Regions from separate parts of the Sus scrofa genome. Here region 1 is linked to region 2. Evidence: chromatin contacts called from public Hi-C data. All regions are on one chromosome and are shown on one strand. The core of a region is the stretch at or near the end of the contact, and the rest is flanking DNA. Distances in the headings are between cores, read along the strand shown.

What was found. Hi-C and Micro-C count contacts between places; a contact is called where the count stands out from the background.
Region 1: a contact with region 2 is called in a Hi-C map of fetal skeletal muscle, with 3 times the contacts expected there. The contact joins the promoter of COL27A1 here to the promoter of KIF12 in region 2. A contact is called at or near these places in 2 of 5 promoter capture datasets (fetal skeletal muscle and liver), 20 of 47 Hi-C or Micro-C datasets (alveolar macrophages, brain, embryonic fibroblasts and 12 more) and 1 of 2 datasets of contacts at active chromatin or transcription factors (skeletal muscle).

What each region holds. Positions count from the first base shown.
Region 1 is chr1:254,765,549-254,769,923 of Sscrofa11.1, reverse strand. It overlaps COL27A1 (collagen alpha-1(XXVII) chain), which reads right to left and starts at 1,348. Exons shown (of 61, transcript XM_021067868.1): 1 at 1,278-1,348. The coding sequence starts at 1,333.
Region 2 is chr1:254,718,433-254,722,374 of Sscrofa11.1, reverse strand. It overlaps KIF12 (kinesin-like protein KIF12), which reads left to right and starts at 1,816. Exons shown (of 19, transcript XM_021067853.1): 1 at 1,816-2,687; 2 at 2,979-3,044; 3 at 3,143-3,221; 4 at 3,352-3,479; 5 at 3,583-3,658. The coding sequence starts at 3,153. LOC106509240 (a long non-coding RNA gene) reads left to right here. Exons shown (of 4, transcript XR_002337367.1): 4 at 1-830.

The DNA.
Region 1 (4,375 bases), core at 99-2,598, 48 kb before region 2:
GGTGGAAGCTGCCTCCCCGCCGGCCTGGGGGAGGAGAGGAAAAGGAAGGATTTGGGGGAAATGAAGGCGATTTAAAGTCTCGGCCCGCGGTGGCTCTCCACCTTCTCTCCTCCCCGCGCCGGGCCGCCCTCTGCTGCCCCCTGCTGCCCCCTGCTGGCCGCAGCCAGGGACACAGCCTCCGCGGGCCCACCACGGTCCCGCTCAAACACCCCCAACCCCCAATCCCTCTGTAAAGATGGGGAAACTGAGATTCACATAGAGGAAAAAGTTGGCCAAGACTGCACAACGGGAATGGTCACAAGTCGGAGATGTGGGACCTCTAGTTTGTAAGACAGGGAGTCTTCACGTTGGGGGCAAAGAAGAGGGGAAAAGGGAACGGATATCACTGCTGAAAGGAACCTGGAGTTCCAGGCAAAGATCTGGGACTAGCACTCAGTGTCCAGACTCCCACGAAAACGACAACCAGTGTCCTACCTTCCCCCCCCCCCGCCTCCCCCCCCCATTTTCCTCCTGGATTCAGAGCTCCCTGAAGAACACTTTTCTGGGCAGGCAGTGGGTGGGCTTATGAAATGCTGGTTACCTTCCTCTCTCTTCCCTCTCCAGGCGGTAAGAAATGGGAGCTTAACCTCCCCGCCAGAGAGCAGACCAAAGGCTCCCTCAGATCCCACTGGGGAGCGCCTAACTGCACACCTTGACGCCGCTGAAAACACCAGGCAAATTCTCACACTCACAACCCCAGTCCGAGCCTGGCATTAGAAACCCTCCTACCCCCACCCCGCGCGCCTCCATCTCCACGACTTGTTCACTGGTGCATACACCCATTCCCACACACGCCTCCACTTGCCCCAAACTCAGACACAGACTCACTCACACACAGGCGCAGTCCGGCACTCCTCCTGGGCTCACGCAAACACGCTCTGGGGTGTCTGGACTTGAGAGCAAACACCCGGACTCCACACACGCAGACGCATGCACGTTAGTGCTTACACGCACACAAATGCACACTAGCGTAGCCTAGCCAGATCCCCCCCAAGGTTACACACCCGCGTGCACACCTCTCATACACACCTTCACGTGCACACACACACACACACCCCATGTAACACCCCAAGTGCCCATACTCAGGAGCGCAAACCCCCACTGGCACTCCGCTAGTGCCCACTGCACAGGGGCACAAACGAATTCACTCCTCGCACGTGCACCTCCTCCCCACACGCGCACACTTTTACGCACACACACCCGTACACCCAGCGCTCCAGGAGCCCCGGGGCACTTACTGGGTCCCTAGGTGCGAGGCTGGACGGTCGGTCCTTCCTCGGGCGCCTAACGGCATTTGTATTCATGGGTCCCCGCAGCCCCGGGCGCGGGCGCGGGGGCGGGGGTGCGGGGTCCCCTTCCCTAAACTGGGCGCGGGCGCTCGCAGCGCAGCGGCACCGGGAGGGGCATGGGCGCGCCAGGCTGCGCCACCCGCCGGGTCCGCCTGCGCTCGAACTTCAGCCGCTCTACGTCCTTGGGCTCCAGCACGGGCTCCAGGCGCTGGGGGCGGTTCATAGGTGCAGGGCCCGCGGCGCCCGCGGGGCCTTTTGAAGTCTCCGCTGGGGGCGGGGAGGGGGCGCTGAAGGCGGCCTTTTAAACCGTGGCTGCACGCGGGCTCGGTGGAGCAAGGTGTCTGGTTTCAGCAAACTTTAGGAAAAGTCCCAAGCCGAAGGGGGAGGGTGGGGGCGGCGGGCGAGCCAAGCAAGCTCGAAAAAGAAGCTGCATAGTTGTAGACTTCTTCCTGCAGGGGGCAGCGCATCCGTGGCTGCCTGGAGGGAGGCCCAGCGTGGTGCTGGGGAGCCCGCAGGCGGCTGGCCGGCGCGTGGACCCACTCCCCACCCCCGCACGCCCACGTTGAACCCGAGCTCTTAACCTCCACCTGGCCGAGCACCAGGAGTGCAGGAACACCCGAAGCTCTGCACAAATTGTGCCTGTTTGTGCATTCTTCTGGGGGACAGAGGGCCCTGGTTCTCCTCAGGTTTTCAGACGTCCACGGCTCTTGAAGGTTGAAAACTCCCAGCCCAATAACCGTTGCTGTATTTTGAGCTGCATCCTTTGGGCTGGAGGGACCCTACCTTTATTTACATTTTTGGTATTAAGTTCATACTGGATGTTTGGGCATGTATTTTGACATTTTAAAAGTATGGCTTTAAAATATTACGTGTCTGGATAACTTAGGGGTTTTTGGCACACGCCTTACTTAGATGTAAATCTCCATTACTGAGGTTTTTTGACCTTCCTAGTGTTTTGCAATCCAGATGCTTCCCCTGAGGCCCTGGGTGGCACTGCGCAAAGCACCCCTGTTTAAGGGAGGCCTGTTATCCCCCCTTACAGGTGAGAAAGCTAAGATTCTGAAACGTTATGTAACCTTCCTGAGATCACTAAGCTGTTAGTGATAGAGGTGGGATCGGGACCCAGGTAGTCTGATTCCTGTCTTCAGCAGCTGAGCTTTAAATCTTAGCCTCTCAAGTGCTCTGAGCAGATCCTTGCCAGCCTCTCAGCTACATGATCTGCTCAGTGAGCTCTGCTCTCTCTGATGCCTGGACCCAGGCTCCGGCCAAGCTGGCCTGTGTCAAGGTCTTGTCCATGCTGTCTCCTCCCAGGTTCTTTTCTCCCCCCAGCCTCCTTTCTGCCTGTTCACAGACTCTCTTTCCTTCTAAGTACAGCTCAAAGCTCTGCCCTACAGCCGTGTTGTCGCACAGGTCACACAGTGCTGTCGAGGTCAGATCTAGCTGTGTCCCCACACCCAGCATGGAGCCTGGGATACAACAGATGCTCAAATCATTAATAATTTAAATGAGGATTTCCCTTCCTGGCTCAGCGGTTAACAAGCCCGGCTAGGATCCATGAGGATGCGGGCTCGATTCCTGGCCTCACTCAGTGGGTTAAGGATCCTGCGTGGCTGCGAGCTGTGGTGTAGGTGGCAGACGTGGCTCGGATCGCACGTTGCTGTGGCTGTGGTGTAGACCGGCAGCTGTAGCTCTGATTCCACCCCTAGCCTGGGAACTTCCATATGCCATGGGTATGGGCCTAAAAAGCAAACATGATGATAATAATAATAATAATAATTTAAATAAATTTCTTTAACTCCTACAGTGTGTAAACCCCTGAGCAAAGCTGGGGGAAGCGAGTCTACCACTATGGAGTGAAGACAAAGAACTGTGCGCATGGTCCTGCTTCCTGGGCAGACACACATTTGTAATGTGGGCATTAACTTGGGACAGAGAAGGGAGCCTGGATGGGAGATATTAGACACTGCCGTGTCACAGACCATCCCCTGCAATTCCATAACACAAGAAGAATGTGATAGATGCTGCCAGAGAGATACAGATGAATTGAATTGTCAAGCTGACTAAGGGATGCAAAGAAACCAGGGAAGGCTCCTAGGAGGAGGTGGCCTTTGGCTCCCAAAGTACGTGTTGGATACACATGCAGCCACGGGGGAAGACAGCTCCAGTGGCAAAGTCACAAAAAGGCCAGACGAGTGGGAGCAGATTTCAGCAGGTTTTGAAGGAGGCGTGAGGGGACTCCAGTGGAGAAGCCATCCTGCTCTCCCTGCTGCACCGTGTGGGTGACGACATGCAACTTACTGGCCAGAAAGACATTTCCAGGCAAGAGCCTGTATTTCCTCAAAGGTCAGGCAGTAGATCAGTGGCTGAGTTCCCAGGTCTTTCCACATCTTACTCCCAAATCTGAGTGTGCAACAGTGAGCCCTGGGGAGCCATGCTTTCCTGAGAGTAGCCCAAAAGACCCATGGGAAACCACCCCCCGAAAAGCCCATAAAGATTGCGATGTCCCTTTAGAGCCTCACTCCTTTTCATCTATAAAGTAGGCACATTGAGCATAATCCTTAGCACAGATCCTCTGAGCTTGGAAGTGAGAAACTGCTGTTCAACAATCAATCCAGTTCAGTAAATAATGATAGAGGATGAACTGCGTTTTCCTAGGTTGGAAGGAAAATGGGGCTCGTGGCCTTCCAGGAGCTCTCGGACAGCTGCAAAGAGCAGATATGGACATGGATAAGAATTCTAGGGACAGGAGTTCCCGTCATGGCTCAGTGGCTAACGAATCTGACTAGGAACCATGAGGTTGTGGGTTTGATCCCTGGCCTTGCTCAGTGGGTTAAGGATCCGGTTGCTGTGAGCTGTGGTGTAGGTTGCAGATGTGGCTCGGATCCCGTGTTGCTGTGGCTGTGGTGTAGGCCAGTGGCTACAGCTCCAATTCGACCCCTAGCCTGGGAATCTCCATATGCCCAAGAAAATTAAAGACAAAAAGACAAAAAAAAAAAAAAAAAAAGGAATTCTAGGGACAGGAACTGTGTTTCCTGCCTCCACTGCCT
Region 2 (3,942 bases), core at 567-3,066:
AGATGGTGCCAAACAGCTTTCCAAAAAAAAAAAAAAAAAAAAGGTTGTATTTACATGTAATGTATGAGTTCCAGATGCTCCACATCCCCATAGATACTCAAGCAGTGTCCATTCGGTTTGCTAATGTAGCTCAGGTGCCTAGAAGCCTGGCATACCGAGGAGACAATAAAAATTGGCTGAATGAATGCTCAGTTTAAGGGAGGCGGATGTTCGCAGTCACCACGAGAGGATAGAACCAGACCTCTGCTCCTGCTTGTGCACATCCAGTGAGGGACACAGTCTGATCCCGGGGGTGCGGGGGAGCCTGGTGCAAAAGTCCCTACCGAACAGCTCCTCATACCCCAATGTGCATACGTCCTCTGTCTTGGCACGTTTCTCAAAATCCCTTCAGCAGGGCAATCTGTTCAAACCAACCCCCACTACGATGTGAGGGATCCATAGCCTTTAACTCTCTTCAGGGCATTTAAAGGAGCAGCGTGTTCACTTACTGGGTTTACAACTGAAAAACACACCCTGAAGCAGACAGCACAGGACTTAGGGTTCCTGGTTCTAGGTTGACTTGGTTTGGCCATTTACAGCTGCTTTCTCCTTAGACAGCCTCCCCTGCCTACCTCTATTTTTGTTTGCTTTTTTTTTTTTTTTTTTTTTTTAAATTTGAAAGACAGGAACGGTAATTCTTGTCCTATCCACCTCAAGGATTCAAAACACATAACAGATTAAGGAACTTCAGAGTTGAAAAGAATCTTAGAGATCACTTAGGGACTTTTATTTATTTTTAAAAAAATTTTTAGGGCCGAATCCATGGCATATGGCAGTTCCCAGGCTAGGGGTCAAATCAGAGCAGCAGCTGCAGTCCTACACCACAGCCACAACACGGGATCCAGGCCACATGTGCAATACACCCCGCTGCTTGTGGCAACGCTGGATCCTTAACCCACTGAGAGTGGCCAGGGATTGAATCTACATCCTCATGGATACTAGTCAGGTTCTTAACCTGCTGAGCCATGATGGGAACCCTATTTTTGCTTTTAAGTAATTCTTTACAATATACGAATCATGTTCAATTACACTGTTTCACTGAAATGACAGAACTATATAACACCAGGGCAGGATCATGCATCTCTTTTCATGGGAAGGAAACAGGCTAAGACTTGTGCAGGGCTCTGTAGTATGCTGCTGGCAGAGCCAGAGACAGGGCCTCTTTGCTCTACCTACCTCTCCCTACAGATTCATCTAGAAAGCCCTATCAAACCAAAATGTCAAGTGGCTCTTGCTTGCATGCCTCCAGTGTATGCGCATCGCACTGCCACCCATGATAAATCATTTGCTAGTTTGGTGGCTCTGATAGCTGGCTGTCATTTGTGGTGGTCTAGAGCGTATTACATCGGGGGGGGGGATGATTGTTAGCGCTTTCATCTTAATGTGTTTGAGGGAAGAGGACTTTATAGAAGTATTCAGAGAATATGCAGAAATAGTCAGGATGACAATAAAAAAATAACAATTACTACCTACTGATGGTGTCACTTCCCTATTGGTAACCCTTTGATGGCTTCCTGATTTTCTGAGGAATGAGTCCAGAATTCTGTTTGTTTTTTGTTTTTTGTTTTTTTGTCTTTTTGCTTTTTCAAGGGCTGCTCCCACGGCATATGGAGGTTTCCAGGTTAGGGGTCTAATTGGAGCTGTAGCTGCCGGCCTACGCCACAGCCACAGCAATGCAGGATCTGAGCTGCGTCTGCAACCTACACCACAGCTCATGGCAATGCCAGATCCTTAGCCCACTGAGCCAGGCCAGGGATTGAACCCGCAACCTCACGGTTCCTAGTTGGATTCGTTAACCACTGAGCCACGACGGGAACTCCTGAGTCCAGAATTCTTTATGTGCCTTTCATGAGCTGAGTCCAACCTCAAACTACCTCTCAAGGCCACACACATCTCCACACCTCTCCCCGGCCTTCCTGCAGGATGCTCCTTCTGCCTGGAACACACTCACGCACCACTCTCACCTCCTACAAGCCTCTGAATTCACACACCGCCCCCCAAGCCCATGCACACTAGGTTGTACTTACCTGTCTCCCTAGCAAGACTATGAGCTTGAAAGGGTCAGAATCTGCATGTGATTCTCCTCCCTGGGGCCCTGCATGGGGACTGGCATTGAACCGGTGACTGCCCTGCCCCAGCAAATGCACAGACATCACTGCTGCTCTCATCAGCCAGAGCAGGGGAGGGTTAAACAACCACCCTGGCCTTGGTTCAGCTGCGGCATTGGTGAGGCAGGTGGCCCAGGGTTTAACCAGATGCTGCAGAGCCTGTTGGCAGCTCAGCTCATGAATTCAACCCAGCCACATCTTCCTGGAGCTGAGACCTGGGCCCCTCCCACCGTTCTAGACCCCTGTGCCCTCCCTGGGCTCTGAGTTGGAAGAAGCTGGAACAGCTGGGGAGGATTAGGTTGGGGAGGAAGATTGCAAAACTGGAGGAGGAGCATGTGGTCAGAGTGGGAAGAGCCTGGTCCACGTTCTGCCCAGACTTGCCCTGTGGCCTTGGCTGAGTCCTTCCCATCCCAGCCTCAGTATCCCCATCTGTGCAGAGGCTAGTCTAGGTGGTCCCTCCGGAAGGGACTGGCGAAGGACAAAGTGATCCTCGGCCCCAGAACCTCCTAGCTACAGACTCTCTCCACCACAGAGGTGGAGGTGTGTAAATCTTTAACTAGCTAGCCCTGGGCAGGCTCAAGCCTTTCCGGATGGATGGCTGCCTGGGACGTGGGGGATGAGGGTGGGGGATGTAAGGTGTGTAGAGCCAGTCCCAGTGTGGTGGAGAAGGGAGGGTATTGGGGAGGAGAAGGAAGGAGACTCGGGCGGAGCTAACTCTGTGTGCGAAGCAGGACATGGAGGAACGCGGATCCCCGGACGGGTAAGTACAGATTTAGGGAGGTTCGAGGAGCCGCTGGCGCAGGGATGGTTAACTCACAGTTGCTGCCATAGAGACCCCGCGCGGAACCTGGAGCAGGGGCCAGAGGGGCCTGAAACGCCTATCCAAGTGGTGCTAAGGTGGGTACAAGTTGGCGAGGAGGGGTCGGAGCGAGGAAGGGACTGATGGAGACTTCAGAGTGGACCATCCGTCCCCTCCGCGCCCCGTCGGACCACAGGGTGCGTCCCATGAGCGCGGCGGAGCTGCGTCGAGGGGAACAGAGCGCGCTGCACTGCTCAGGGACTCGGACTCTGCAGGTGAAGACCCCACCCGCTCCCCAAAAAACACCTACCCGGAAGACGTCAGGTCGCTGCCTCCCGGCAAATTTCCCCCAGGCTCCGCCCTCCCCAGAGTCCCCCGCTCCTTCTCCACCGCCCCCTTCCCCAGGTAAGTCCCCCAGGCGGGGGCCCCGACGTGGCGTTCCGCTTCGGCGCCGTGCTGGACGGGACGCGCACGCAAGAAGACGTGTTCCGGGCGAGCGGCGTGCGGCGCCTGGGCGAGCTGGCGCTGCGCGGGTGAGTGAGGCCCGGTGACGCCACGCCCCTCTCGCACGACCCCGCCCCAGGCCCCACCCCCTTGGGGCGCCGCCGGGTTAAGCCACACCCCTGCCGCCCCCAGCTTCTCCTGCACCGTCTTCACCTTCGGTCAGACCGGCTCCGGGAAGACCTACACCCTGACCGGACCTCCTCCCCAGGTGGGCCGAGCACACGCGGAGTCTCTGCAGTCCAGGGGTCGGTGGGCTGGAAGCCCTGGCGAGCCGCGGGCAGCGCAGACTCCCGGAGGAAAGGGGCTTCGACCATGCAGCCCAGCCCCGTTTATTTGCAGACAAAGAAACCAGGGGTTAGAGAGCTGAAGGGACTTGGTCAATATAGAACACCTGGGTTCAAATCGTGTCCCCTTTGCTTACTAGCTCTCAGTTTCTTCATCTGTAAAATGGAATTGATAGTACTGACTGAGAATTAATGAGATGTGTGGGAA